Linked DNA regions of Mus musculus: region 1 is linked to region 2. Evidence: chromatin contacts called from public Hi-C data. All regions are on one chromosome and are shown on one strand. Each heading gives the region's core, a stretch centred on a gene start, on an enhancer-like site or on the middle of the called end of the contact. The rest is flanking DNA. Distances are from core to core; before and after follow the strand shown. Region 1 overlaps 1600002D24Rik (RIKEN cDNA 1600002D24 gene). Region 2 has its middle 10 kb from the start of Gm31845.

Region 1 (3,982 bases), core at 1,368-3,867, 250 kb after region 2:
TGGAGTTCTATGTGGAGCCACCATGTGGGTGCTGAAAACCGAACTGGGGTTCTCTGTAAGAGTAACAAATGATCTTAACCCCTCGGCCATCTCTCCAGACCCTGGTTGAAAAGCATAATCTATGCTTTGTCTTCACAGTAGTAACAGCAGAGTCACCGAAGGATCGAGTGGAAAAACTGATTGCAATTAATAAGCAACGAAGAATGACCTGGTGTGACACTCTGAAGCTCCTGATGGATTGAGGACTCAAGCCCAGGTGATCCCAAGAAAACACCATTCCTGTGGAGGCAACACCAAGGGTATTGTCTTGATGTTCCCTAACATTCGAACATGAACCTGCCCAAACCTCTAGCTCTAACTGTGTTACAAGCATACAGAAAAACCAAATGGCATCCAAGCATGCTAGAGACAATTTCGTGGCGACGTCAGCAACAATACCACATCTTCTACCCCCACGTACAAAACCACAGAGCCAGTGCATTGGCTCCCTCAAAGGAACAAGGCAGGTTTGTTTGGATCCCAACATAAACAAACTGTTGAAAAATAAAATTGATGTGATAACCCAGGAAATACACGTGCTGGCAAAATACTCCGTGGTATTTGAAGCATTCTTTTTATATGAGAAAATGGCTTGTGATTGCTTTTTGTCTTTATCTTTCAGTTCGTGCATACTAACGAATCTAGAGATAAAATTTGATTCCAGGAAACTGCTGGAAGGGAGAAAGACTTGGAGGGAGGCAGCAGGCAGGTCAGGTGATGACCGAGCAGGCCGGGTGGTCAGTATGCTAAGTCCATCATCTTTAGCTTGTACATGTTTTCATGTGTCCATAAGAAAATGTTTCTTAATAATTTATTTTTTATTATTTTATGTACATTGGTGTATTACCTGCATGTGTAAGAGAGTTGGATCCCTGGAGCAGCAGGAGTTTCAGACAGTTGTGGGCTGCCATGTGGGTACTGAGAAGTGAGCCTGGGTCTTCTGGAAGAGCAGCCAGTTCTTAATTGCCGAGCCATCTCTCCAGCCTGAACATGGTTTCTTTTCTTTTCTTTTCTTTTCTTTTCTTTTCTTTTCTTTTCTTTTCCTTTTTTTTTTTTAATCAATTTCTTTTCAAATACTTTTCAGTGGCATGGAAAATGCTTACAATGAAAAGAATAAATATAAGGGGGGTTAGGGAAATATCAATGATGTAAGAGACAAACCAGGAAGCTCTATGTCACATGTTCACAGTCAGTGTGGCTCTAAGGGAATTCATTCCTTCCTCTGCTGGGATTCCCCAACTTTCTGAAATTTGCATACCTAACTTAGACAACTCAGGGCCACTTTATTCCTACTTTTAAGAGGAAATGAGGGGGCAGTCAGTAAAGTACTTACCATGCAAACATGAAGACCTGTTCAGTTTCACAGCACCCACGTAGCCAGGCCTAATAGCACACACTTATAACCCTGGTTCTGAAAAGGTGGGCAGCTAAGAGACAGGAGCATCCTTGGATCTCACTGGCCAGCCAGCATGGCCAATCAGTGAGCTACAGGCTCAATGAGACTGGTCTCAAAAGTACAGAAGGCACCTGATGTTGATCTGTGGCCTCCAGGTGTGTATTCACACCTACACAAAAACGTGTGTACACATACACAAGCACACACAGGCATGCACACACTCACAAGTACACACACACTTGCACACACTCACAAGTACACACATGCACATACACATGCACACACACATGCACACACACATGCACACACTGCACAAGTGAACAAACTGCTAGCTCATCCCCTGTGCCCCTCACACTTAAAACTCGCCTCCAACCTGAGATAAGAGTGTCTTCCATTATCATTGTGAGGCTCCATACCATTCAAGGAAAGATTTGTTCATTTCTCCCACCAGAGTTTGGCTTTGCTTTAATGAGAAGGTCCAATAACTGCATACATATGGTTCCCCAGTGCCCGAGAAGGAACAGAGGCTGGCCAATGACTATTAGTAGCTACTCGTTCAGGAAGCCTTTTTTGCCTGAGATGGCGTGTTCATTTCCCTCTTTGGCCTTGGTAAAAGATATCATCTGGAGGTTTCATCCACTCAAGAATGTAGGTGCGATCCTGGGGCACGGTGACCGGGCTGGGTGCTCCGCATGCCACCAGTACCTCCTTATGGGACTTTCTTCCAAATCGAAATCTCCCAAATGTAGCATGTATAAAGATGTGGGCAGGTTTTATGTTGCACACCACCCTAGAAAGTTCCAGAAGGGCTGGAAACGTAAGCGCCATCATTCTGCTCTGCTCCCCTGAAGCACCTATACTCCAGGAATGTCTGGCTAGGTCTTTTTCTCCATTTCTAAGATTGCCTCTTGGTTTTGCTCTGTTTTGTTTTTCCTCTTTTGCCTGAGGAGAGTTGACCTTTTGGTAAAATCTTAACTGGGGAATTTCTTGGATTTCCTGCATGGAGATTGCCACCCTAGCATCTCCATATCACATCTGCACATATGCGGCTCCTGGACTTATCTCCTTCCTCTCCTCCCCAGTGGCTCTCAAATGTCTTTACTGATCACCACAAACCACCCTCTGGGGCTGGGAGATCCGGTTTATTACTTGGTAAATAGAGACCCCAAGAGGGCTTGCCAAGAAATTGGCTGCCCTGCCTGTACCCCCAACTCCATCCAGGACTGGCTGTCCTTACCAAGGCGGTGACCACATTCACTGCCTGCACAGCCTGCTCCTGAGTCTGAGGAGAAACACATACATGTGCCTAACATCCTTCTGCTCTTCCCTTCCCTCTTCTGCCTGCCTTGTCCCCCAGACTCCTCTCCATCTTTCCTCTCTCCTCTTACATCTTACTTTTTATTCCTCTATCTATTGTTCATGGGATAGGTTTTTTTTTAACAATTACACACATGTATATAACATATTCAACCATATTCATATCCCATTTCTCTTCCCTTTCCAGGGGTGTGGGAAAACATGCATGCTTGTGTGTGTGTGTGTGTGTGTGTGTGTGTGTGTGTATACACGTGTACATGTGTACATGTGTTTATATGTGTGTATGTATATGTGTGTATATGTATATATGTGTATGTCTTTGTGTGTGTCTCTGTGTGTCTTTGTGTATGTGTGTATGTATGTGTCTGTGTGTATGTGTTTGTATATGTTTAAGTGTGTGTATGTATGTGTGCATGTGTGTGCATGTGAGTGTGTCTTTGTGTCTGTGTGTCTGTGTGTTTATATGTGTGTGTATGTATGTGTGCATGTGTGTGTGAGTGTGTCTTTGTGTATGTGTGTCTTTGTGTCTGTATGTGTTTGTATTGTGTAAGTGTGTGTATGTATGTGTGCATGTGTGTGTGTGTCTGTGTGTGTGTCTTTGTGTCTGTGTGTATGTGTTTGTGTGTGTATATTTGTGTGTGTTTGTATGTGTGCATGTGTGTATGTGTGTGTCTGTGTGTATGTGCGTGTATGTGTGTATTTGTATGTATGTGTTTGTGTGTGTGCATGTATGTACATGTGTGTCTTTGTGTATGTGTGTATGTGTGTCTTTGTGTGTGTGTGTCTCTCTATGTGTGTGTCTGTCTGTGTGTGTATAAGTTTGCTATGGTTGCTTACATTGGCAAGGTAGAAGGATTATTTGCCAGCTCTCCATTTCTCAATCACAGGCACATCTTCCAGGAGCAGCAAGAGAATAAGTTGTTTACAACATGTCAACCCAGGTCAAGTGACTTTTATAAGATGGCATTTCCATTTGCAGGGAAAATGGCAAACTGTGAAACAAGCAGAAAGGTGGGCCAGCCCTCTGCAGGAGACAGATATCCTGTTTTCTCATTTGTGAGCCCTAGATACATCAGTCACATGTGTACAGATGTGACACGGGCATGAAAGTGCAGCCACAACTGCTTGGGGAGCAAAGCAGATCAGCGGGAGGCCCAGGGAGAAAGAGAGGAGAGTGGGGTGTGGATCAATAGGCACAGCGAACCTACATACCTGGGTGAACATGCCTTC
Region 2 (4,187 bases), core at 1,395-3,894:
TGCACACACATGCATGTCACACACATGCTACAGAGAATCTGGTTCACTCCCATGTTCATCTGATGAGTAATTACCATTAATTCCATTACCATGTCAGAACAGGGGAAACAGGCTTGAAGAGTCTGAGTAATACCAAAGTCATATGGCCAATAAACAGCTCACCCCTGAACCATGTTTTAGGAAATCAGATCTCTCTCTCTCTCTTTTTTTCTTCAGTAAATGGAACAATGGTCTCCTGAACAAAGAGGCAGCTCTGCAATGCCCAGTCAGCCCCCACCCTGCACAGAGCCGCTTGCCACCACGGCCGTAACAGAAGTGCATGCTGCCCTCCTCACTCTTCTCCTGTTTACACAAACTTCATTCTGCCATGGTTTTAATAACATCAGTTCTCCGCTAGCATAGTTCAAATGTCAGGCACCATGGTAAACCCACAGAGGCAACAGAGATGGCTCTTTACCCACTTCTGTGACCAAATACCTGACAAGAAGCAAACTAACTCACAGTTAGGAGGTGCAGGCCATCACGGCAGAGAAGGCCTGACAACAAGAGTTGAGATGGGGACGTGCTGTATCTATAGGCTGCATACTGGTTTAAATATGCTTGACCCACTGGAAGTGGTAGTACTAGTTGTGGCCTACTGGAGGGGTGTGGCCTACTGGAGGGGTGTGGCCTACTGGAGGTGTGGCCTACTGCTGGAGGTGGTGTGGTCTACTGGAGTGTGGCCTATTGGAGGGGGTGTGGCCTACTGGAGGAGGTGTGGCTCTGTTAGAGGAAGTGCATCATTGTGGAGGCAGGACTTTGAGGTCTTTATATTTGTGCATGCAGTGCATGCAGTGCATGCAGTGTGTGCATGTATGAGTGTGAAAGTCTGGCCAGTGTGAAAATGTCCCCTTGTACTGCCTGTCGGTAGACGTAGAATTCTCACCTCCTCCAGCACCATGTCTGTCTGCACACTGCCATGCTTCCCACCATGATGATAATGGACTGAACCTCTGAAACTGTAAGCCATAAGCCAGCCCTAATTAAATGTTTGCCTTTATAAGAGTTGCTTTGGTCATGGTGTCTCTTCACAGCAATAAAACTCTAAGACAAACAGAAAGCAGTGACCATCTATCCTGTCTTGGACCATGCTATGCTGTCTAAGTTTGATTTTTCTTAGCTATGGTAAAACTGTGACCAAAACTTGGGGAGGAAGGGATTCATTTGGCTTAGAGGCCGAAGTCCATCACTGAGCAAATCCAAGACAGGAACTCAAGGCAGGAACCGAAGCAGACACTATGGAGGAATGCGGTTCATGGCTTACTTTCCCATGTCTCGCTTAACTTGCTTTTTCTTACACAACCCGGGCCACCTGCCCAGGTTGGCATCACCCTCAGTGGGCTGGAACCTTCCCAATATCAATCATTAATCAAGAAAACACCCACAGGCCTGTCTAATAGAAATAGTTTTTCAATTGAGCTTTTCTCTTCCCAGGTGTATCAAGTTATCAACTAAAGCTAATGGTGTCTGTCAGCTTCTGGAATGGTGTTAGCTGCAGTTAAGTGGATCTCCCCACCTCAGTGAACTTAATCTATAGGCTCCCCCATGGACACACCCAGAGGTTGGTCTTTACCATGATTCTGTATCCTGTCAAGTTGACAATCAACATCTACCATCAGGGACCCCCAAGGGGCTGACGGAACATGGCTTCTTAGCACACATGAATGTGTTTGTGGTGACACCAATGTCCCTCAGACTCAGCAAAAAGTCTCTCAAAGGGACCACCTGGAGATAGTTCACAACATCAGAAGTTCACAGCAGGGGCCTGGAGACGCTCAGCTGCTCTGAGCACTTGCTGCTCACGCAGAGGACCTGAGTTTGGGTCCCAGCTCCTACACCATGGCTCACAACTGTCTGTATCTCCAGTTCCAGGGAATCTGATGCCCCCTTATGGCCTCTGTGGGTACTGCATGTACCTAGTACACACATTCAGGCAAATTTTCATACACATAAAATAAAAATAAACCTTTTTGTAAGTACAAAAGAGACAAATGTTGGAGACCGAGCCAAACCTCAGAAAGAGTACCATTCCGATGCCAAGGACAAATGTGTGCTCAAAGCTTTATATATACATATATGGGGGCGGGGGGGTGGTGGAAGAACACTACACAGACTGCTTGGTAAATTCTATGCAGAGAAACAATACCTTAGTCATCAGTGTTTCTGACTGTCTATCATCTGAGACAGGGTCTCAAGTATCCCAAGATGGCTTCACATTCACTGTGTAGCTGAAGATGACCCTGAGTTCCTGACTCCCACCACCCCACCCCCGTACCTTCACTTCCCAAGTGCTGGTGTGACAGGTCTATGCCTCCCAGCATGCCCAGCAGGTCTCCTTGTTGGTAATGCTTCAGACTGAATCAAATACTACTTCATAAGTCTCAGGTTCCAGGCCCACCTTGATGCTTACAGTGGAACACCCTTGGGACCTTTGAAACACTTGTTTGGCTACAAATTTTAAAATAAAATAAACAAAAATGTCTTTAACTGGGTGATGTCAGCAGATCGTGGGCCCATCGCTTAGGGGACAGCGCCTTCCCTGACTCTCTCCTGACTCACCATGAGGGACCAGAATAAATAATCTCTCTTCATAGACAATTGGCAGCCTCTCATTCCCCAACCACACTTTCCGGTTCTCAATCCTTGGCCTAGGGTTTGATTCTACTCAGTGTAACTTGCTGTAACCCATTTCTCTCTAAGTTAGCACAGGGGTGAGTAAGGGCCTCTCTTTGTTCAACACATGGCAGCTTTCCCCCTTAGGGAGCTACCTTCCGCATGTGTCTGTGTCCTGAAGTCTCTTCATCAAGGCATGGTCTTCTTGCACTAGGGCCTGCTCCTGATAGCCTCTCCTTGTCCTAATTACCTCTGTAAAGAATTTAGATCTCCAAGCCCTCTCATGTTCTGAGGTGCCTGGGCAATTCCCTGCCTCACCAGCAGGGGGTGCCGTTTCACAGAGGCCTTGACTACCTGGACAACCGACCACACCCAGGGCTCACACACAGGCCTAGCCACAGGTCTGCTATTTCTATCTCTGGGGAAGTGAACTGAGTTTGCTGCTGTTCATGGCAGGACTGTAAACATGGCTGTCTTCCAAGTGAGGAGCATTAAGGAGGGACAATGAGCTGAGCCACGGGACAGCAGGCCTAGGACCTGCAAGCAGTCCACTACCTCTCAGGTGATGGAACCAGTCTTTGCCTGTATTGCTGTAACTATGACATCAGAGAAAAGGGAGGTTGGTTTTATTAAAAGTGAAGTGTCTCACAACACACAGATCTTCCGCCTTTCGTTCTGGTCTGAACCTCCTCTGCTCTGTCTCTGTCTCTCTGTCTCTCTGTCTCTCTCTCTCTGTCTCTCTCTCTCTCTGTCTCTCTCTCTCTCTCTGTCTCTCTGTCTCTCCCTCCAACCCCCTTGATTCTAAGTCCTTTTAACACGATTCTTAGCTTATCATTTACTTGTTCTAACAGGGAGACTGGGCTAAATTTGTTTAGACACGTTCTATAGCATTGAACACAGAGAGGGTAAATGCGTCGGGTTTCTGAGCCCAGAGAACATTCCGTTCCCTTGCTTGGGTTTACAATCCAACGTGCTTTACGTTAGGAGACAAGCTATGGCTTGTAAAATGAATGCGGAAATCGCGTCGAGCGCGAGGCGGGCGCCCGGTGATGATTATGCAATCGGAGAAGCCTCTGCCAGGAAGGGCTGGAGCTGAGTGATCCGTTCTTAGTTGTTCTGGGGCAAAATTAAAATGCCTCTGTTTCCTGGATAGTGTTTGGGGGCAGGCAGACCCTGTCCTCGCCTCTGCATGCAACACCCTAAGTTGGTGTCACCTGGAGATTACTGTGACATACAGTATAGGACCTCAGGGCTAAAAAACAAAATATTTCATCGGTTGGTGTTTTGTTCAGATTTTTAAAACACATGCTAAAAGCCTAAAACTTAGAATTATACTATTTTTGCCTACAAAATTATCACTTTTAAAAAGTGTCCGATAATTCTTTTGAGCCCCACCTGTAGTTTTAGAGCATTTTGATGATGTCCCCTAGGCTGTCTCTGTCTCGTTTGGATACCCCAATCTCTTCGAGCACTGATTGTAGCTCTAGTATGTTTAAGGACGGCCTTTTGGAATGATGATATTTAAAGTATCGTGT

What was found. A called contact is a pair of places that touch in the nucleus more often than the background predicts.
Region 1: a Hi-C map of the G1E-ER4 cell line shows a contact between it and region 2, with 3 times the contacts expected there. The contact joins two enhancer-like sites. A contact is called at or near these places in 2 of 15 datasets of contacts at CTCF or cohesin (CD8 T cells and pro-B cells), 5 of 484 Hi-C or Micro-C datasets (the Ba/F3 cell line and the G1E-ER4 cell line), 6 of 115 datasets of contacts at active chromatin or transcription factors (astrocytes, cardiomyocytes, double positive thymocytes and 3 more) and 1 of 9 other capture datasets (embryonic stem cells).

The regions. Positions count from the first base shown.
Region 1 is chr16:95,901,109-95,905,090 of GRCm38.p6, forward strand. All of the region lies in intron 1 of 1600002D24Rik (RIKEN cDNA 1600002D24 gene), which reads right to left. Among named protein-coding and RNA genes, the nearest start is that of Gm41508, 18 kb to the right of the region's middle. Within about 2 kb of position 2,618, at least 11 of the 459 cell types and tissues checked have an H3K27ac peak or open chromatin away from gene starts, as enhancers often do. A contact at or near this core is called in the G1E-ER4 cell line, where this site is marked.
Region 2 is chr16:95,656,022-95,660,208 of GRCm38.p6, forward strand. No RefSeq gene overlaps it. Among named protein-coding and RNA genes, the nearest start is that of Gm31845, 10 kb to the right of the region's middle. Within about 2 kb of position 2,645, at least 68 of the 459 cell types and tissues checked have an H3K27ac peak or open chromatin away from gene starts, as enhancers often do. A contact at or near this core is called in the G1E-ER4 cell line, where this site is marked.